Linked DNA regions of Mus musculus: regions 1, 2, 3, 5 and 6 are each linked to region 4. A link is a contact called in public ChIA-PET and Hi-C data. All regions are on one chromosome and are shown on one strand. The core of a region is the stretch at or near the end of the contact, and the rest is flanking DNA. Distances in the headings are between cores, read along the strand shown. Region 1 overlaps Aim2 (absent in melanoma 2). Region 2 holds the start of Ifi206 (interferon activated gene 206). Region 3 holds the start of Ifi214 (interferon activated gene 214). Region 4 holds the start of Ifi203 (interferon activated gene 203). Region 5 holds the start of Ifi209 (interferon activated gene 209). Region 6 has its middle 20 kb from the start of Ifi206.

Region 1 (3,144 bases), core at 334-2,833, 500 kb after region 4:
TCAGTGCAAGAGGACTAAACTATGGACATTGTGCATGCTAGGCCAGCAGCACTCTGTCACTGAATACCATTCCCATCCCCAAAGAGCTATTCTCCCAATGTTGACAGTACTATTTGAATTTTAAGTCAGAGCAATATACTGACTTGATAAAAACAAGGATTAAGCCTAAAATATAAGGGACTCTGCTAATTCTCGCTAAAGTGCTTTACCATTCCATCACCCCCAGGAATCATACATAATAACGTTAATGCCAAATATGATCCATAATAAATTAAATAACGCTTTAGAAATAGAATTAATTACTTCCAGCTAAATTGGTTTCGAAAGAATCCATTAGGGGGAAAAGCGCTTGAACGCATCAATTCCTTCTTAATTTTATTGTAACACAGTTTCTACTCTGTATCCCAACCTTCCCTTGACCTGGTGATTCACCGGGGTCACATCTCCAGGTACTAAAATTAAAGATGTGCACTACGTGTGCTGCAGTGCCTGGCTCAGGGTCAGGTTCTCAGGAAATAGGAATTCCATGAAGTAGAAGCCTACTTTTGTGAAATGGAAGTTATTTCATAATATTTTATATGTGCGTGCTATACATAATACATTATATGTAATCTATAACACATATATAATATACATATGGCCACATAGTGCATAATTGTCTCAGACACAAGGTTAAACTTTATTACTCAACCACTAAGGGCTACCCTTTCCCCAGGTTACCTCACAGAACATTACAGTAACTCTGACTCAAAGCCTAAGTTACTGGAGCTGGGATGAAATGAAGACTCGTAGTCAGTTGCTCAGAAACACATCCATCACTTCTGTTCGCACCTATTGTATTCTGCTAAGATGCCCATTTTCTTGCTCTTGCTATGCCTTGCCTTTTTAGAACATCTGGGAATAATTCTTTACCCAAGATACAAACCATTTTTTTTTAATTACGTATTTTCCTCAGTTACATTTCCAATGCTATCCCAAAAGTCCCCCATACCCTCCCCCGCACCACTTCCCTACCCATCCATTCCCATTTTTTTGGCCCTGGCATTCCCCTGTACTGGGGCATATAAAGTTTGCAAGTCCAAAGGGCCTCTCTTTCCAGTGATGGCCGACTAGGCCATCTTTTGATACATATGCAGCTAGAGTCAAGAGCTCTGGGGTACTGGTTAGTTCATATTGTTGTTCCACTGATACAAACCATCTTTAAGGATACAGGAAGATTAATCAAACCCTAGATGGTGGATCCTACAATTCTCCAACCCCATGGTTCCTATTTCTTGTTCATCCCATCCTTCCCTGAACCTGTTACACAGCTCAAAACACACCTAAATTTCCTTCCACAGAAGGATCAATAACATCAAATTGCTCAAGATTCTTGCTGCAAACAACAGAATTGACTCCAGCTAGCTTAATAAAGTCTTGTTTTCTTAAAAATAATAACCTCAGAGATCAGTAAAGGATAAAGGAACAAAGTCTGGTCTAAACTCACAGAAAAAGGCTCCCCACCCCTCCCCCCACCCACACATCAAACCACACAGTGAAACTGTTCTGAAGGAGGAAGCTCACTGCTGCTGTCACCTGCAGAATGCCAGGATCTGTCTCCACAGCCACTGCTAAAACTTCAGCACCAATGCTGCCTCGGTGTCAGCAATCCTATTGCAATTTCAGTTGCTGCCTGAAAGCTAATCACGCCTAAAGGAGCCATATTGGCAAGGGCTATGCCCTCCATGTTTCTGGTCCTTATACCAAAGACGTCAGACTCAAATCTCATCTGGAAAGCACCCGTTAGGGCAAGCCCTTGTCTGCTCCAGCCATCTGCACTGCAAAGGAAGCTGAAAGTTGGACTTACTTCTGGGTTGGGGAGGTAGGACTATTACATGTGAATTATTTGTAAGATGCTGGAAAGTCCCAAATGTGACATGTGCCCAGTAAAAACACAAAAAAGAAGGGGGAGGAGGAGGAGGAGGAGGAGGAGGAAGAAGAGGAGGAGGAGGAGGAGGAGGAGGAGGAGGAGGAGGAGGAGGAGGAGGAAAAGAAAAACCTATTTAAAAGAGGTAGAGATTTGAAGGCTAAACCCAAAATGCTGGGTCAGGGAAGCATTCAAAAAGTGTCATTGATACAGAAAAACAGGAAGAGGAGGAGCAGGGCAGGGCAGGTGATAAGAATGTGGGCTGCGTGCAAGAAGTGTTAAATTTGAGGTACTCATGAGATATGTAAATAGAGAGATTTAATTGAATTTATGAACCTGGAGCTTAGATGAAAGGTCAGAACTCTGGATAATGCAAACTGCATTAGAATGCAGATGGCAACTGATGCTGTGGAGAGGATGTGGCTAAGGAGGGAGGTGAGGTGGAAGCACCCCCTAGAGACTCAGGGAGCCATGGCACTGGGCAAAAGAGGAGCAAGGGAGGGAGACTGAGAAAGAAAGGTCAGAGCACTAGAGAACAGAAGCACAAGCTAGGGGGTACCAGAAGGCAGGATAAAGAAGGAGGATGGGGATCAATAGTGTAGCATACATTTGAAACTTGAGAAAATAAGACAGATCTCAAAGGTTCTCACTATACCCACGGTAAAAAGATATCTATGTAGGCAAACACACAAACACATACACATACACCATACACACACACACAGAGAGAGAGAGAGAGAGAGACAGACAGACAGAGAGACAGAGACAGACAGACAGATTAATTTTGTTCTATGATTATCATTTCACAAGATATGTACACATGAAGATACTACATTGTGTCCTGTTAACGCATACCCATTATCTGTGAATTATAGCTCAATAAAGGCAGCGAGTGGAAGGTTTCAGATCTTAAAAGTTCTACTAAGATTTAGGAAGCATACAGGTGGCTATTGCCTGATTTTCCTATGATATTTTCTATAATTTTCACCCCTCGTATCCTGACTTCTAGTCTAGGTTGCTTGGCGGATGCTGGGCCATACTGTCCTGAAGCAGAGATGAACAGAGACAGGAACAAAGCAGAGATACTGGCCTTTGAGAAAGCTGTAAGCTTCTGAAACCGCAGGATCATACAGCTTTGCTACCAAGTGGAAGGTTCCCCTTGCCTTCTGCCTGCACACAGGCTTTGTTTCTAGTGTGAGCTGTCCCTGCTCTCATGCAGGGGCATATGCCTAGGACCG
Region 2 (3,175 bases), core at 637-3,136, 450 kb after region 4:
CATAGAGAACACTTGCCCCTGTGGCATGGTGGGGCATCTTTTGGGTTTATTCCCAAGAGTGGTATAGCTGGGTCTTCAGGTAGATCTATTTCCAATTTTCTAAGGAACCTCCAGATTGATTTTTAGAGTTGTTGTACCAGTTTGCAATCCCACCAGCAATGAAGGACTGTTCCTCTTTCTACACATCCTCTCCAATATGTGTTGTCACCTGTGATTTTGATCGTAGCCATTCTGATTGGTGTAAAGTGGAATCTCAGGGCCATTTTGATTTGCATTTCTCTGACCACTAAGGACTTTAGACATTTCTTTAGGTGCTTCTCAGTCATTCGAGATTCCTCAGAATTGAAATCTAGGTTTAGTTCAATACCCCATTTTTTGATTGGGTTATTTGGGTGCTTGGTGATTAGATTCTTGAGTTCTTTATGTATTTTTGGATATTAGCCCTCTATTTGATGTGGGGTTAGTGAAGATTATTTCAAAATCTTTAGGTTGCTGATCTGTCTTATCAACTATGTTCTTTGCTTTACAACCTTGCCAGTTTCATGATGTCCCATTTATCAATCCTTGATCTTAGAGCATGAACCATTAGAGTTCTGTTTAGGAAATTTCCCCCTGTGCCAATGAGTTCAAGGCTCTTTCCCATTATCTCTTCCATTAGATTCAGTGTATCTGATTTTATTTTGAGGTCCTTGATCTAATTAGACTTGAGCTTTGTGCAAGGTGATAAATATGGGTCTATTTTCATTCTTCAACATACAGACAGCCAGTTAGACTAACACCCTTTTTTGAAATGCTTTCTTTTTTCCATTGTATAGTTTTGGCTTGTCAAGATCAAGTGATGGGAAGTGTGTGGTTTTATTTCTGGGTCTTCATTTCTATTCCATTGATCAACATGTCTGTCTCTGTACCAATACCATGCAAGTTGAATCACTATTGCTCTGTAGGAAAGCTTGAGGTCAGGGATGGTGATTTCCCCCAACTGTTCTGCTATCAAAGGCAGAGACATCCAAAAGTTGCCCAAGACTAGCAGTTGGAAAGCATTTTAACTCCCATCATTTTCATCCAGGTGACTGGTTACCTAGCTATGGCATTATCCTCTTTTGCAGACCAGCTGGCAGGCTCTCATACCATTATCTGCTACTTGATACCATTTGTTCCATGTTTCAGGATTACATCAATCCTTAATCCTTGAATTCTCCATGCCAGAAAAGTGCAGCAGGACAAGCATTATTTCAGTCCATAATCTCAATCAAAGCTCGAGGTTTCCCACTGACTCCCAGGCCCCAGGTTTCCCTGTGCTTACCAGTGAATAATGTAGAGACACTGAGGAAGCATTAACTTCACCATTGAAGGAGGACAGCTTAGTTCTATAATCAAGAGGGAGGTGGATAATGCCAAATGCCTTTCTAGCTATTTGAGGTTGCAGCTTGGAGTTGTGTGTTTGTAACATTATGCTGTGGCAAGTCTAGGTCTTGGGAGCTACTAATGGATGCATAGATGCTACAGGAATGACTTAAACCAGGAGTTGTTTCATCTCAGATTTTCCTTGAAACTCATTCACATGCAGCTGGCAACTGACACAGCAAAGATCTCCTGACACTGAGTCTGAGCAGAAAAGAAAGAAGAGACTGGGTGACTTGGCTTTTTTTGGTCTAAGTTTTCACCTTCATTCAAAGGAATGAAGGTTCCTAGGGATCCTTTTGCAAGCCTGTAGGACATGAGGATTATAAATCTAAATCTTGTACCTATGAAGATTTGCAAGAAACATCCTGAGTGTAACTAGCTCTCTTTGACTTTTTTGGTAATTGTTTACAGGAAGGAAACTCTTGAGTTTCTGTCTCTGAGGAAATCGAAAGCTATGAACCTTGTCCACTCCCCACAAAGTAGCACAGGATGAGAAACCCAGTTCCCCTCAGTCTGAGCAGCTGAGCAGTGACTCTACCCAGTGTCAGCTTTCCATCTCTCTCTGAAAACACTTCATTGTCTCAGAATTTCAGGAGATTACAAAATCCTCTGGTTCTCTTTCTGAGAGATTTACTGTTTACTCTTCATACACACACTCACACACAGACTCACACACACACACACACACACTCTCTCTCTCTCTCTCTCTCTCTCTCTCTCTCTCTCTCTCTCTCACTCACTCACTCACTTGCTCACTCACTCACTGCTTCCTGCCCTGCAAAACTGGATACCACTGAAGAATTTTCTGAAGAGGTGAGTCCTCCCCCTGCTTTCTCTGTGAATGCACACGACTACAGGTGAAATCCTTGTCGATCTTTAGGTTGAGAGAGAAGGAAGCCAAGCTGGTGGCTGCTACACTGAGCAGTGAATCTGCACTATCTGGATTCAGGTCCTTGGCTCATAATGATGCTAGGCATCCTGATTCCTCCACCAGTAAGACTGACCCAAAAAGGGGCATATTTCAGATTATAAAATACACGTTTTTTAGGTAAGTCTGGATAAGTGAATAAGAAGAGTGCTTTAGTTTTCTTGGCTGGAGAATGCTTAGAACCTGGTGGTTGTAGTGAGTGGCTGGGCAACAGACAAGTTTGTGACAGGAAAAATTGCCATGAAGCAATAATACTGAAAAAATGCATCTAGCCCTCAGGCTGCATTATCTATTATTGCAACCATACACAACCTGGGCACCAATGGGCATATGTAGTCAAAGATATCCCAGATTCATTATGATTGCAAACCTGTGGTTTTATTGACTTAAGAAGCACATTAAATGGTCTTCATTCACTTGTGCATCAAGTGAATAAAGTAATATTGTAGACATTGTTAGTCTGTATCATCCTGAAAGTTAATTGCTTTGGGTTTTTGTCTTTTTAGTTTTCTTTGATTTTGTTTTCTGGTGGTAAGACTTAGAAAAGAGTTGGAGGTTCATCGGAACTAGATGTATACTTCATACTTTTAGACTCTTCTGCAGTCCCTCTGTGCACTATGGTTGATCTATCACTTATTAGGTGTATTAATTATGCTGCCCAGACTTTCTAAAATTTTACAAAAGTTATGACCCTGTTCATTTAGAAATTAAGATAAATACTCCTAAATCATGCATTAAATTTTGGTTTTTTAAGTTATTACTGGACAATTCTATTATTAAAACACTTTTCTATTTCTAGGAGGTAAACTATTGTCATTCTTTTGGTTTTCTGAGAAGAATTTT
Region 3 (3,407 bases), core at 824-3,323, 410 kb after region 4:
GGCCTGCGATCTCTCTGGGTTGTCTCCATTTTGTATGGATAGCTTACCCTGGCAAGTTAGACATTTCTGCAAGATAAATGCTCTTTGCTTTTGCATACTATTTGAGTCTGGGTTCTTCCTTCAGCGATTCTTGAACTCTTACAGAGACAGAATGAATCACATAAATTTGTGAAGTTTTCAAATAAAAATTAATGTTATGGGCTAAAGAGTTGGTTCAGTTGTTAAGAGTATTTGTTGCTCTTTCAGGACCCAGGTATGATTACCAGCAACCACATGGAGTTTTATCACCTCCTTGGGTACCAGGCATTTATATGTTGCACAGACATACATGTGGGCAAAAACATTCATACACCTAAAATAATAAAAATTAAATCTAAAAGAAGTGAAAGTGGAAAATAATAAGGAAAAAAGTAATTTTATATAAAATGGTGAAAAGTAAAAATTAATTTAGAGAAAAGTTCATTAAAACATTAAATAAGTTAATACTCATGTTTAATTATTATTTGATTCCATTATTAATATTCATCCTGATGGTAAATGTGCGACAATATCTAATTATAAGTAAAACTGTATCTCAGAGATATGAGCAAGTCCCTTTTATAAAGTCAATTGGTAATAAAGAAAACATGATAAAATTAGGCATAGTGGAGAGCTGAATTTTGAGACTGGCCTGGGCTCCATAGTCAGACCCTGCATCGACTACCAAATAACAGCAATAGAGATAAGAAGTCAAAGTGTAACATCACCACTTTGCCACATCACAAATTAAACCATAATTTCTTTCTCTGATGCTGTAATTTGGAATGATCCATACAAAGACTGTCCACAGTGCTTGTCCCAGCTTGGTACCTTTGGCTACCTTGTGGCTATGTTGGGCTTCTGCAGCAGGGATAGGCAAATCCACTGAGACATAAGCAGGAACTGAGCGGAAACAGTAGGATCAACTTCCCCTGGCCTTTCTTTACTACATCAGTTCAAAAGATGAAGAAAGGAAAAGGAAAAACTACATTGGCCAAACAAAAGAAAGATAAAGATGGTATTTTCCAACCTCCATCCACCATGAATAAAGGACTGCAATCAGAATCAATGGTGGAGACACAGCACAGGTCCAGTGGCTTAGCTCTCCCAAGAAAAGCTTCTCTGGCTTTCCTTCCCCTTCTCTCCTTTTTGAGATTAATTAGTATTTTATGTAGTCTAAGAAACTAGTGAAAATGGCACCTAGTCAGCAAATCCATAGTTTCTAGTCATCTACATTGTTTCAGAAATACTTCAAGGTAATGCAATTCCCAATGATGGAAACATGAAAGGATGGCATGTTTTTAAAAGTTCTTAACTAAGGCAATCACCAGTTAAAGAATACTACTTTCCAAAGCCGGGTAAAAGATTTAAACCTAAACTGAGCCTGGTCTACAGAGAGAGTTCCTGGCCAGCCAAGACTACACAGTGAGACTCTGTCTTTAAAAGTAAATAAATTAACAATAGTAGTAGTAGTAGTAGTAGTAGTAGTAGTAGTAGTAGTAGTAGTAGTAACAGAAAAGAGGAAAGCTAAAGCCAAAATCCTTTCTGCTTACGTGAGGTTGGAGTCCTATGTTTCTAACAACATTGGTACTCTGGAAAGTCCAGGGAACTAACAAAGGAGTGAAGTGTTTAAACCAAAAGCAATTTCATCTCAGATTATTTTTTCTTTTTTGAAATTCATTCAAGAGCAGCTAGCAATTGCCAATTTCTCCTGCTGCCATCTGCATCCTGAGCAGGAAAGAAAGAGACCTGGTGACTTAGCTTTGCCTTTTGGGGATTCATCTTTATTTAAAAGAGAGCACATTCCTGGTGACTCCCTTGTGAGTTTGTTGGATACAGAGCTTTTATATTTGGTTCTTGTACCTGTAAGATTTGTAAGAAAAGCAAAACATATCAATGGAGTGTAACTGTCTCTGACTTTCTTATGGTGACTAAAAGGTATACAGGAAAAAACTGTCGAGTTTCAGTCTCTGAGGAAATCGAAAGCGATGCACTCTGCTGGGAGGAGAACTTGCTATTTCTTAGCTCTTCTGCCCACAAAACAACACCCAGCTGAGACATTCAGCAAGCCTCAGTCCATGGAGTGAGTCTAACCTGAGAATTTCTGTAGATTACATTTTCCAGTTCCCAAGAGATTTATTGGTTTATCTTCTTCACACACACACACACACACACACACACACACACACACACACACACACACACCAACTCCTCCCAGTCCCCAACAAACTTTAAGAAGAAGAAGGACAAAAGAGAAGAGGAGGAAGAGGAGTGGAGAAGCCTCTAGTCCTGCCCTGTAGAAGATCTCAGCTTTACATCCTTAGAGAAACATCCAGCAAGGTGAGTTCTACCTGTTTTCTGTAGATATGGTAGATATTGGCTACATCTGTAAAAACAACAAGGACAGTGAAAAGACCTTTGCTGGTTCTTGTGGAGGAGGCAGTGCTGATCTGGTGCCTGCTGCACTCAGCAGTGAGCCCACAGCAGCCGGATTAGGGTCAGTCACTCAAAAAGATGGCAGACATCTTTAGTCCTCCACCACAGAGGAATGAGCTAAGAATAAAACATTTTGCATATTTTAGATTGTTTAATGAACTTTCTAAGTATAAATCTGAATAAGTGGATAATGTGAAGGCTATAATTAGCTCGGATAGGGAGTTCATGGTTATCTGGGATCTGTGGGTGAGTGGGAAAAAGCCAAGATAGTGACATGAAAAATTATTGTGAATAAAAACTGCCTCTGGACATGAAATGAATTTTCTAGTATCCTATCACTAGGAAGTTTCTCAGGATCATAATATATAAACACACAATGGTTTAACCATTTCCCAAACACATTCTGTTTGTTCTCTTCTTCACACCTTTCTAAAGGTGGTATTTCCATTATTGGTAATTTCTACCATCACGAAAGTTGTTTTTGGCCATTTTGTTTTCCTTTTGGTTCTCTAATGGTGAAGTGTAATAGAGTGATGGAAAGTTAATTAGAACACATGTATCTTGCCCATTTATAGAACAGTTTGAAGAATACGTGTACCACAGCAGAGGACTTGGATAGAAGCTCTTAATTGATTTCAAAGTTCTGTGAACATTAGACCAGGCTCGCTAAGTTTATTAATTATTGTAGCTAAACTTTCTAAATCACTGCAAAAGATTTTACTTATTTTTAACAATCAAGAGATGTACTTCTTTTTTATTTATTTTTATTTTTATTTTATTTTATTACATTTCAAATGTTATCCACCTTCCCAGTTTCCCCTCTTCAAACCTACTATCTCATCCCCTCTTCCTCTGCCTCTATGAGGGTACTCCCTCACACACCCATCCACTCCTGCCTGCCTGCCCTGCCATTCCCCAACACTGGGGCATTGGGCCTTCACAGGACCAAGAAC
Region 4 (3,522 bases), core at 183-2,682:
GCACTGTTTTTATATTGACTTTAAAGCTTCCTATAAAGCATCCAGTAGTAGTTGGTGTCCTTTTCCCCCATGTCTCACTATAACAGTAGTACAGACACCATCCACTATCCTACAAAGGAAGAAACAGTCAGTCAAACACTGCTTTAAGCTCTGAAGCTACCAGATGTTCAGCTTTTTTCCTTGAGTTTCCAAGGCTTCATCTGCTGGCACTACATAGCCCACAATCTGCTGTCTTTTCCCATTAAAAATCTCTCAGGGGTCATTTTCTTAATCACTTATAGAGGACAGTGAAGCTATAGTACAGAGGGCAGTTACTGCCCAATTACTTTTTTTTTTTTAAGCTGAGGTTGCAGTTGTATGTTTCTCATAACACTATGCTCTGGGAAAATATGGCCTAGGAACCACTAATGAATGAATGGATGCTTTGGAAAGTGCTTAAACCAAAAGTGATCCATCACAGATATTTCCCTATTCAGGAAATGTTCAAGCAAGTACTGTTGTGGTCTGCAGATCACAGCACAAAGCACCCAGAAACGGATCTCAGTTAAACAGGGCTGGTTTATTGAACACACACCCTAAGACTGATTGAACAGGGGCTCAGCTCAGATACAAGAGCTATTTTCCAGGGTCAGTTTATATAGGCAGAAAATCATAATGAGCTCATAAGCGGGTGAGGGGAGGGCTGTAGGGTGGTCAACCTTTTTCCAAGTCTTTTTTTTTTCAAGCTGTCCTCTATCTTTCTTTGCTCTGAGTGAAGGCTATGGATTGGTAATTTCTGATGATGATGACGACTATTTAAGCCTCAGAATATGGTCAACTTGACCTTTCTTTCAGTCAAACTTTTTCTTTTAATTTTAAAATGTTTTTATCTTCTTTTTTCTTTTTCTTTTTATTAGATGTTTTCTTTATTTACATTTAGGATGTTATCCCCTTTCCTGGTTTCCCCACTGAAGACTCCCTATCCCCTCCTCCCTCCATCTGCTCATCAACCAACCCACACTGGCTTCCTGGCCCTGGCATTCCCCATTACTGGCTGTGCCTACAGTCAAGCTGCTTTTGTGTCAAACAAGCTGGCAGGCATGAAACAAAAGTATTACAGCTAAGGTAGCAGGCTTCATCAATTCCAAGGAACAACAGACTCTGAGGAGCTCCCCTCTGACCACTTTCATATTGAACAAACAAAGAAGGGTGAGGTGGCTGAGTGACTCGCTTGTATCTCCTTGTGATTCATCTTCTTTCAGATGAGAGTGATTCCTAGTGACCCACTTGTAAGTCTACTAGACATAAAACATGCAGTGTTGCAATTTCTCTCTCTCCTGTGTGTGTGTGTGTGTATGCTTCTTTCTAGAAATTACATTAATAACAGGAAATAAAGTGCTCTATTTTAAGAGCTGGGGAAATCGAAAGCTATGAACAGTGCTGGGAGGAGCCCAATTTCATCTTAAGTCTCCCCAGGAAGACAGCACACTGTAAGACATCCAGCCCTGCTCAAGCTAGGAACTTACTTTAACCAGTTCTCTTGCCCCCCTCCCTGTTATTTTGTAAATACTACATTTTCTCAGCATTTAATGAGATTGCAATGCATTCTGGTGTACTTTTTTGAGTCATTTCTCTTTCTACTCAAAACAGAGAAACCCCATTTCCTGACTTGCTGAAGATTTATCATCTGAACATTGCTGAGAAATTTCACTGAGGTAAGTCTCTCCCCTTTTATATATAGAAGAGATAGCTCCATGAAACCCACAAGAACATAGGGGATCAGTGTGGTTCTTCCCAGTGGCTGGTGGGGAGAGCACAGATTGTTCAGCTGCCAGCAGGGCAGTGAACCTGCTGCAACAGGTTCTGATACCACATTCAGGAAGATGACAGCATCTTTCTTTCTCCATCCCTCGAGCTTGTGGTAAGAAAACATGAGCTTTGATTAGTGCAGGTTATAAAATTAGCTTCCTAAGTATAAAGTCAATAAATGGAAAACAAGAAGGCTTCAGTAGCCTGGGCTGGGCGGTGCACGGGAATCTGGTGGCTGGACTGAGTAAAAGACAGGTTAGTGATATAAAAATTTACTGTGATATAATATTCAGTGAAAACATGCATTTGAACAATGAGCTTCATCATCTGGTCTTATTTTAATATTAGACAGCATGAGAACTAGTGGACATGTGCAGTAAAACTTTCCTAAGAATCACAAATACAGTTATTCAAATACTTCCTGTTTCAATATGCATATGTAACTCTTTCTTTCTCTCCCCTTCAAAAAAGGGAGTAAGAATAGTATTTAGTCACTGAGAGAAACTTTTTGTCATCATGAAAGTTATTCTTTGTGATAGGCTAAATTTTATTTATTTTTGTTTTTATTTTGTTGTCATAAAATATAGGGACTATGAAGGTCAGTTAAATACAATCATTTCTGTTGTCTATTTTGTCTACTTTTAGGATATTTTAAAGGCTTTCTGTATCCTCTGGCATAGGACTCCGTGTGTACTCAAACTTTGTAATTTAAATGTCAATTTGAGATTTGTACCTGGATTAGACCTATCTTGCTAAGTTTCTCAGTTATCCTGCTCAAACTTTCCAAATTTTTCCAGATCTTTTTACCCTACTAACTTAGTAATGACTACACTGTCATATTAACTGTAAACCTGTGGGTTCTCCTTTTTATCTTTTTAAAAAATTTACAGATTTGTGTGCTCTCACAGATATTGAATGTATGTGATGTATATGTATGTGCATGGATACGTGTACTTGTGTGAAGATATATTCATGTTTCAATAGAGCTGTGAAATAATGACGAAGAACATGCACTATTATTAACTGATAAATCCATAGTTAAAACTACGTTCTTCTAAGATGGGAGAGTTTATCTTTCTGTGGTATTTAATAATAGTTTTGCCTTCGGTTCTATTAAAGCTCCACTAATGTAGATAAATAGGATGTTCTTTAGTTTCTAGAGAATTTAATTTTAGATTTCTCCACTGTTGGGGAATCTTTTATGAACAACCTATAGGTAAATTTCTTAAATAACAATTGGCAGACCTTGTCATTGGACTGGTTAGGTCCCCCCGGGTAGAGTGGCAATCAGCAGAGTTTTGTTTTGCTTCTGCTACTGTTATTTCACCTGTGATGTTCTTTATGTTCTCTTCCATCTGTCCGTCAACGTTGGTGATGTACTTCCTTTTAGGTGCACCTACTCAAGTTTGAAATTTTCATTATAGGAGAACCGTATTTTCTTTGATAAGTGCATTTTGCTTATATTCACCCTCTACCCCCTTCCATAATCCCTTCCAGGGACATACTGTCTACCCTACCCACTAAACTCGGTATTTCCTTTTGTTTTTTAAACCCATCAAGGACAGTTTCTGTTCAACCAAATAGAGGCCTCATATGCCTTTAATAAGAATGGTTCTTTTTTTCCTCAGCAGCTATCAAGTGTCAAAACTTCCTTAGCTCGTTATGGGACTTAGTGTCCAATGCCCACTCCCCTCCTAACTTCCTTCTGTGATTTTTGTCTTGCATAAACGTGCA
Region 5 (3,473 bases), core at 577-3,076, 310 kb after region 4:
CTGTTCTCTGCAAGGACCTAGAAGGTATAAAAGCTGACTGGGAAAAAATAAACCTGCTTTAGTGTCAGCGCTGTCTGGAGTCATGTTATAATGTCTAATTGTCTTTTTCTTTTTAATCCTCCCTCCCTTGAGACATTGTTGACTGAATGAGCTGGCTTGCTTATAATAATAATAGAAAGATCAGAATATCATGGTACATTTAGAAGTACATCTCTATGGAGGCTCTGCCTGACTAATACAGATTGCAGATGCTCACAGCCAACCACCAGACTGAACAATGGGACCCCAATGGAGGAGTTAGGGAAGGACTGAAGGAGCTAAAGGGGTTTGCCATCCCATGGGAAGAACAACAATATCAACCAAACAGAACCCCCAGAGCTCTCAGGGACTAAACCACCAACCAAAGAGTATACATGAAGGGAACCATGGCTCCAGCTGCAAATGTAGCAGAGGATGGCCTTATTTGGTATCAGTGGGAGGGGTGGTTCTTGGTCCTGTGAAGGCCCAATGCCCCAGTGTTGGGGAATGGCAGGGCAGGCAGGCAGGAGTGGTTGGGTGTGTGAGGGAGTACCCTCATAGAGGCAGAGGAAGAGGGGATGAGATAGTAGGTTTGAAGAGGGGAAACTGGGAAGGTGGATAACATTTGAAATATAATAAAATAAAATAAAAATAAAAATAAATAAAAAAGAAGTACATCCCTTGATTGTTAAAAATAAGTAAAATCTTTTGCAGTGATTTAGAAAGTTTAGCTACAATAATTAATAAACTTAGTGAGCCTGGTCTAATGTTCACAGAACTTTGAAATCAATTAAGAGCTTCTATCCAAGTCCTCTGCTGTGGTACATATATTCTTTAAACTGTTCTATAAATGTGCAAGATACATGTGTTCTAATTGACCTTCCATCACTCTATTACACTTCACCATTAGAGAACCAAAAGGAAAATAAAATAACTTTCCTGATGGTAGAAATTAACAATGGAAATACCATCTTTAGAGAGGTGTGAAGAAAGAACAACACAGAATGGGCTTGGGAAATGGTTAAACCATTTTGTGTTTATATATTATGAACCTGAGAAACTTCCTACTACACATAGTGATAGGATATTAGAAAATTCATTTCATGTCCAGAGGCACTTTTCATTCACAATAATTTTTCATGCCACTATCTTGGCTTTTTCCCACTCACCCACATATCCCAGATAACCATGAACTCCCTATCCGAGCTAATTATAGCCTTCACATTATCCACTTATTCAGATTTATGCTTAAAAAGTTCATTAAACTATCTAAAATATGCAAAATGTTTTATTCTTAGCTCATTCCTCTGTGGTGGAGGACTAAAGATGTCTGCTATCTTTTTGAGTGACTGACCCTAATCCGGCTGCTGTGGGCTCACTGCTGAGTGCAGCAGGCACCAGATCAGCACTGCCTCCTCCACAAGAACCAGCAAAGGTCTTTTCACTGTCCTTGTTGTTTTTACAGATGTAGCCAATATCTACCATATCTACAGAAAACAGGTAGAACTCACCTTGCTGGATGTTTCTCTAGGGATGTAAAGCTGAGATCTTCTACAGGGCAGGACTAGAGGCTTCTCCACTCCTCTTCCTCCTCTTCTCTTTTGTCCTTCTTCTTCTTAAAGTTTGTTGGGGACAGGGAGGAGTTGGTGTGTGTGTGTGTGTGTGTGTGTGTGTGTGTGTGTGTGTGTGTGTGTATGTGTATGTGTGTAAGAAGATAAACCAATAAATCTCTTGGGAACTGGAAAATGTAATCTACAGAAATTCTCAGGTTAGACTCACTCCATGGACTGAGGCTTGCTGAATGTCTCAGCTGGGTGTTGTTTTGTTGGCAGAAGAGCTAAGAAACAGGAAGTTCCCCTCCCGGCAGAGTGCATCTCTTTCGATTTACTCAGAGATTGAAACTCAACAGTTTTCTTCCTGTATACCTTTTAGTCACCATAAGAAAGTCAGAGACAGTTACACTCCATTGATATGTTTTGCTTTTCTTACAAATCTTACAGGTACAAGAACCAAATATAAAAGCACTGCATCCAACAAACTCACAAGTGAGTCACCAGGAATGTGCTCTCTTTTGAATAAAGATGAACTCCCAAAAGGCAAAGCTAAGTCACCAGGTCTCTTTCTTTCCTGCTCAGGATGCAAATGGCAGCAGGAGAAATTGGCAATTGCTAGCTGCTCTTGAATGAATTTCAAAAAGAAAAAAAAAAAGAAAGAAAGAAAAAAAGCAAAGAAAAGAAAAGGAAAGAAAAAATCTGAGATGAAATTGCTTTTGGTTTAAACACTTCACTCCTTTGTTAGTTCCCTGGACTTTCCAGAGTACCATGCTGTTAGAAACATATGACTCCAATCTCACGTAAGCAGAAAGGATTTTGGCTTTAGCTTTCCTCTTTTCTGTTACTACTACTACTACTACTACTACTACTACTACTACTATTATTATTATTAATTTATTTACTTTCAAAGACAGTTTTACTGTGTAGTCTTGGCTGGCCAGGAACTCTCTCTGTAGACCAGGATCAGTTTAGATTTAAATCTTTTACCCAGCTTTGGAAAGTAGTATTCTTTAACTGGTGATTGCCTTAATTAAGAACTTTTAAAAATGTGCCATCATTTCATGTTTCCATCATTGGGAATTGGATTACCTTGAAGTATTTCTGAAACAATATAGATGACTAGAAACTGTGGATTTGCTGACTAGATGCCATTTTCACTAGTTTCTTAGACTACATAAAATACTAATTATTCCCAAAAAGGAGAGAAGGGGAAGGAAAGCCAGAGAGAAGCTTTTCTTGGGAGAGCTAAGCCACTGGACTTGTGCTGTGTCTCCACCATTGATTCTGGTTGCAGCCCTTTATTCATGGTGAATGGAGGTTGGAAAATACCATCTTTATCTTTCTTTTGTTTGGCCAATGTAGTTTTTCCTTTTCCTTTCTTCATCTTTTGAACTGATTTAGTAAAGAAAGCCCAGGGGAAGTTGATCCTACTGTTTCCGCTCAGCTCCTGCTTATGTCTCAGTGGATTTGCCTATCCCTGCTGCAGAAGCCCAACATAGCCACAAGGTAGCCAAAGGTACCAATCTGGGACAAGCACTGTGGACAGTATTTGTATGGATCATTCCAAATTACAGCATCAGAGAAAGAAATTATGGTTTAATTTGTGATGTGGCAAAGTGGTGATATTACACTTTGACTTCTTATCCCTGTTGTTGTTGTCATTTGGTAGTCGATGCAGGGTCTGACTATGGAGCCCAGGCCAGTCTCAAAATGTAGCTCTTCCTGCTCTGGCCTCCTGAGTGTAGGGATCACATGTATGTACACTATGCCTAATTTCATCATGTTTTCTTTATTGCCAATTGACTTTATGAAAGGGACTTGCTCATTATCTCTGAGATACAGTTTTACTTATAATTAGATATTATCGCACAGGATGAATACTAATAATGGAATCAAATAATA
Region 6 (3,390 bases), core at 704-3,203, 430 kb after region 4:
GTGGAGGAGTGTTCCTCCTTCTCCACATCCTTGCCAGCATCGACGGGACTCTGTTATAGCCAGTGCCGGACAAATACAGAAGTGGATGCTCACAGGCATCTATAACATGGAACACAGGGCCCCCAATGGAGAAGCTAGAGAAAGCACCCAAGGAGCTGAAGGGGTCTACAACCCTATAGGTGGAACAACAATATGAAATAACTAGTACCCCCAGAGCTGCATATGTAGCAGAAAATGGCCTAGTGAGCCATCACTGGGAAGAGAGGTCCCTTGGTATTGCAAACTTTATATGCCCCAGTACAGGGGAATACCAGGGCCAAGAAGCGGGAGTGGGTGGGAAGGGGAGCAGGGCAGAGGGAGGTTATAGAGAACTTTCGGGATAGCATTTGAAAAGTATATAAAGAAAATATCTAATAAAAAATAAATTTAAAAAAATGAAAAAACAAACAAACAAACAAAAAAAAAACAAAACCAGGTGTCAGATGCATTCCTGCCTCACTGCCCTAGCATTCCCCTACAATGGGGCATCAAGTCTCCACAGGACCAAGGGCCTCTCCTCCCATTGATGCCAGATAAGGCAATCCTCTACTACATATGCAGCTGGAGCCATGGGATCCCTCCTTTGTTGGTGTTTTAGTCCCTGGGTGTTGGGAGCCATTAAGACAACACAATTGTCCTGATCTCTGAATTGGGCCTCTCCCCCCCCCCCCCCGAGAAGAAAAGGGGGTCAAAAGCGGGCCACCGACACACCGCTCCTAGAACAACCACAGATTGTTCCAGCCCTAAGTCAGCTCCAGATGTCCTGACCTCAAGATACTCTGATACCTCCAAGTTCCTGCTTCCCCCTGTAACTGCCTAAAGAATGTGCAATTCTATTGCTCCATCCCTCCTGCTGAGAAGTACTTCCCCTTTTGCTTGTGCAATTCTACTGCCCCATCCTTCCTGCTGAAAGGCACTTCCCCTTTTGCTTGTGCATTTAAACCTTGGGCCTGACTAATACATTGGGGCTTTGATGCAATTCAGAACGGTTCTGTGTCATTATTCGCACAAGACCCTCGTCTCTCTCTACCTCTGATTTGGTTCTTAGGAGAAGGTCCCCTGAGAACCTCGAATAACTGGACCTGCTGGATGGGTCACCTGGGAGCTCTGGGGTGTCTGGTTGGTTGATTTTGTTTTCTTCCTATGGAATTGCAAACCCCTTCATATCTTTCAGTCCTTCCACTAACTCCTCCATTGGGATCCCCATTCTCAGTCTGGTGGTTGGCTGAGAGAATCTAAGCATCCACATCTGTTTTGGTCAGACTATGGCAGAGCCTCTCAGAGGACAGCTATACCAGGATCCTGTCAGCAAGCTCGCTTGGCATCCCCAATATTATCTGGTTTTGGTGTCTGTAGATGAGACGGATCCCCAGGTGGGGCCGCCTATGCATGGTCTTTCCTTCAGCCTATGCTCCACTCTTCGTCCCTGAATTTCCATTAGACAGGAGCAATTCTGGGTTAATATTTTTGATATGGGTGGGTGATCCAATCTTTCAACCGAGTGCTGTGCCTAACCACTGGATATGGTTTCTACAGGTTCTATCTCCCCTTTGTTGGCTATTTTGGCTAATGTCATCCTTCTTGGGTCCTGGGAACCCCTTGCTTCCATGGCATCTGGGACTTTCTAGTGGCTACCCTTGTTTCCCCATCCTCCACTGGTACACACCTCCATTCAATTTCTGACCCTCTGTACTTCTCCTGCCCTCTCTGTCTCCTCCCACACATGATCCTTTTCCTCCTTCTCCTTTCTCCCTCCCAGGTCACTTCTACCCTCTACCTCCCATGATTATTTTGTTCCCCCTTCGGAGTAATACCGAAGCTCAAGAAAAAGGATGACCAAATTGTGGATGCTTTAGTCTTAGTAGTTATAATGGTAAAACCCACATAAAAACAGCCACTGAAAGTGTAGGAAGGAAACAGTGAGTAAAACTGAGAAATACTTGAAACCAAGGCTGAGCAGAATGAAAAACAAGCCTGCTTCACTGTGCCTCTGCTTCAAAACTAAAGCCCTGGCCAAAGAAAGGGGAAACTGGAAGGATATCAACATGGTTGACAGACAGAGAAAGGAGGGCATAAGTCCTAATTTATTTACTGTTAAATGTAAGAAGAAAATACCATAAGGTGAAGGGGCAATAATGGAAAGAAAGCAAAACAAAACAGAACCCCATATTATATATAGTATATATAACATATTATAGTGTTATTATATATTACATAACATATTATAGTGTTATTAATCTATGCTGGGAGCAGCTACACAGCCACTGAGATTTAACTTTTATTAACTTCCAAACACATTCACCTGTATGTTGTGTGTAAATAATTCTTTAATGGTGAAATAATTTAAAAACAAATTACACAAAAATTCTTTGAAAGGCTAGATTATTTATGTAATGTACTTTCAAATAGAACTCAGAAAATGTTTTTCAATAACTATCACAAAATTATAGAGTTGCCCTTTCAATAAAAAGAGAATATTCTGGGTTATGGATTTATCCAGTAAAATAGTACATTGTATTTCTTATAACTCATGTTCATTCACCATTCAAAAATAGTGTCCTAAAATATATTTTGTCCCATATATGTACACATGAACACACCCGCACTCAAGTATGTAGACATTGTACATCCCATTTGAATACAAGAGAGCACACATAAACTAATTTGAAAGAGCCACAAGAAAAACCAGACATTGATTTATGTTACATTTATATGGTGTCTCTCAGTTCCTAAGTGGACAAAAGGAAAATATCTGAAAAGAGTTAGAAAGTTTAGTAATATAACTGATAAACTTGAGAAGATTTTTCTAATGTGTGTTAAATCAACATTTAAAGTGCTTTGTTCAAATACACAGGATGGGCTATTCCAGGAGTGTACAGGTAGCTTGTAGAATAGAAATGTTTTTCACGTTAACTACATCTCTTCCCCATGTCTTAATGTAAGAAAATAAAAAACGCAAACTAACAAACCAAAACCGTGACATCTCCAGATGATGGACGTTTCCTCATAGTACTTGTTAAATGTGCTCATGAAACCATTAAAAGATCGTTAGTTTGAGTAGTTGTCCTTCTGAATCAGAAACATTTTCTACTGCGCATGCCCATCACCCTCGCCTGCTGTGTAATAGTGAGAATGCAGCTTCATGTCCAAATGTACTTTTGACTAAATACTGTTTCATGATAATTCTTTTGTTTCACTATTTTATGTTTTACCCAGTCAATCAGCACAGCCAAGAGGTTCCTTTGCACTCTTTAGCCAAGCTAACCAAAACTCTCTTCTTGTATTATGTTTATTTATACTTACACTTAGAAAGTTTGTTTTATGATCTGCCACAATCAAAATGCATTTGTG

What was found. A called contact is a pair of places that touch in the nucleus more often than the background predicts. ChIA-PET counts read pairs in DNA pulled down with a chosen protein or histone mark.
Region 1: a contact with region 4 is called in an RNA polymerase II ChIA-PET map of memory CD8 T cells, with 167 read pairs. The contact joins the enhancer-like site here to the promoter of Ifi203 in region 4. A contact is called at or near these places in 3 of 15 datasets of contacts at CTCF or cohesin (the NIH/3T3 cell line, large pre-B cells and pro-B cells), 2 of 484 Hi-C or Micro-C datasets (B cells and bone marrow-derived macrophages), 5 of 115 datasets of contacts at active chromatin or transcription factors (the 230-238 cell line, effector CD8 T cells, fibro-adipogenic progenitors and 2 more) and 3 of 9 other capture datasets (adipose tissue, liver and macrophages).
Region 2: a contact with region 4 is called in an RNA polymerase II ChIA-PET map of memory CD8 T cells, with 37 read pairs. The contact joins the promoter of Ifi206 here to the promoter of Ifi203 in region 4. A contact is called at or near these places in 1 of 39 promoter capture datasets (embryonic stem cells), 1 of 484 Hi-C or Micro-C datasets (B cells), 2 of 115 datasets of contacts at active chromatin or transcription factors (large pre-B cells and memory CD8 T cells) and 1 of 9 other capture datasets (liver).
Region 3: an RNA polymerase II ChIA-PET map of memory CD8 T cells shows a contact between it and region 4, with 16 read pairs. The contact joins the promoter of Ifi214 here to the promoter of Ifi203 in region 4. A contact is called at or near these places in 3 of 115 datasets of contacts at active chromatin or transcription factors (effector CD8 T cells, large pre-B cells and memory CD8 T cells) and 3 of 9 other capture datasets (adipose tissue, liver and macrophages).
Region 5: an RNA polymerase II ChIA-PET map of memory CD8 T cells shows a contact between it and region 4, with 14 read pairs. The contact joins the promoter of Ifi209 here to the promoter of Ifi203 in region 4. A contact is called at or near these places in 2 of 115 datasets of contacts at active chromatin or transcription factors (large pre-B cells and memory CD8 T cells) and 1 of 9 other capture datasets (liver).
Region 6: a Hi-C map of B cells shows a contact between it and region 4, with 9 read pairs. The contact joins the enhancer-like site here to the promoter of Ifi203 in region 4. A contact is called at or near these places in 1 of 39 promoter capture datasets (embryonic stem cells), 1 of 484 Hi-C or Micro-C datasets (B cells), 2 of 115 datasets of contacts at active chromatin or transcription factors (CD8 T cells and large pre-B cells) and 3 of 9 other capture datasets (adipose tissue, liver and macrophages).

What each region holds. Positions count from the first base shown.
Region 1 is chr1:173,439,935-173,443,078 of GRCm38.p6, reverse strand. The region is part of intron 2 of Aim2 (absent in melanoma 2); the gene reads right to left. Among named protein-coding and RNA genes, the nearest start is that of Aim2, 21 kb to the right of the region's middle. Within about 2 kb of position 1,583, at least 79 of the 459 cell types and tissues checked have an H3K27ac peak or open chromatin away from gene starts, as enhancers often do. A contact at or near this core is called in B cells, bone marrow-derived macrophages, effector CD8 T cells and 2 more, where this site is marked.
Region 2 is chr1:173,490,029-173,493,203 of GRCm38.p6, reverse strand. It overlaps Ifi206 (interferon activated gene 206), which reads left to right and starts at 1,886. Exons shown (of 8, transcript NM_001372437.1): 1 at 1,886-2,217.
Region 3 is chr1:173,534,623-173,538,029 of GRCm38.p6, reverse strand. Ifi214 (interferon activated gene 214) reads left to right here and starts at 2,073. Exons shown (of 5, transcript NM_001024721.2): 1 at 2,073-2,358.
Region 4 is chr1:173,940,402-173,943,923 of GRCm38.p6, reverse strand. It overlaps Ifi203 (interferon activated gene 203), which reads left to right and starts at 1,432. Exons shown (of 10, transcript NM_001302649.1): 1 at 1,432-1,469; 2 at 1,630-1,694.
Region 5 is chr1:173,629,212-173,632,684 of GRCm38.p6, reverse strand. It overlaps Ifi209 (interferon activated gene 209), which reads right to left and starts at 1,826. Exons shown (of 7, transcript NM_175026.3): 1 at 1,530-1,826.
Region 6 is chr1:173,509,339-173,512,728 of GRCm38.p6, reverse strand. No RefSeq gene overlaps it. Among named protein-coding and RNA genes, the nearest start is that of Ifi206, 20 kb to the right of the region's middle. Within about 2 kb of position 1,953, at least 17 of the 459 cell types and tissues checked have an H3K27ac peak or open chromatin away from gene starts, as enhancers often do. A contact at or near this core is called in B cells and CD8 T cells, where this site is marked.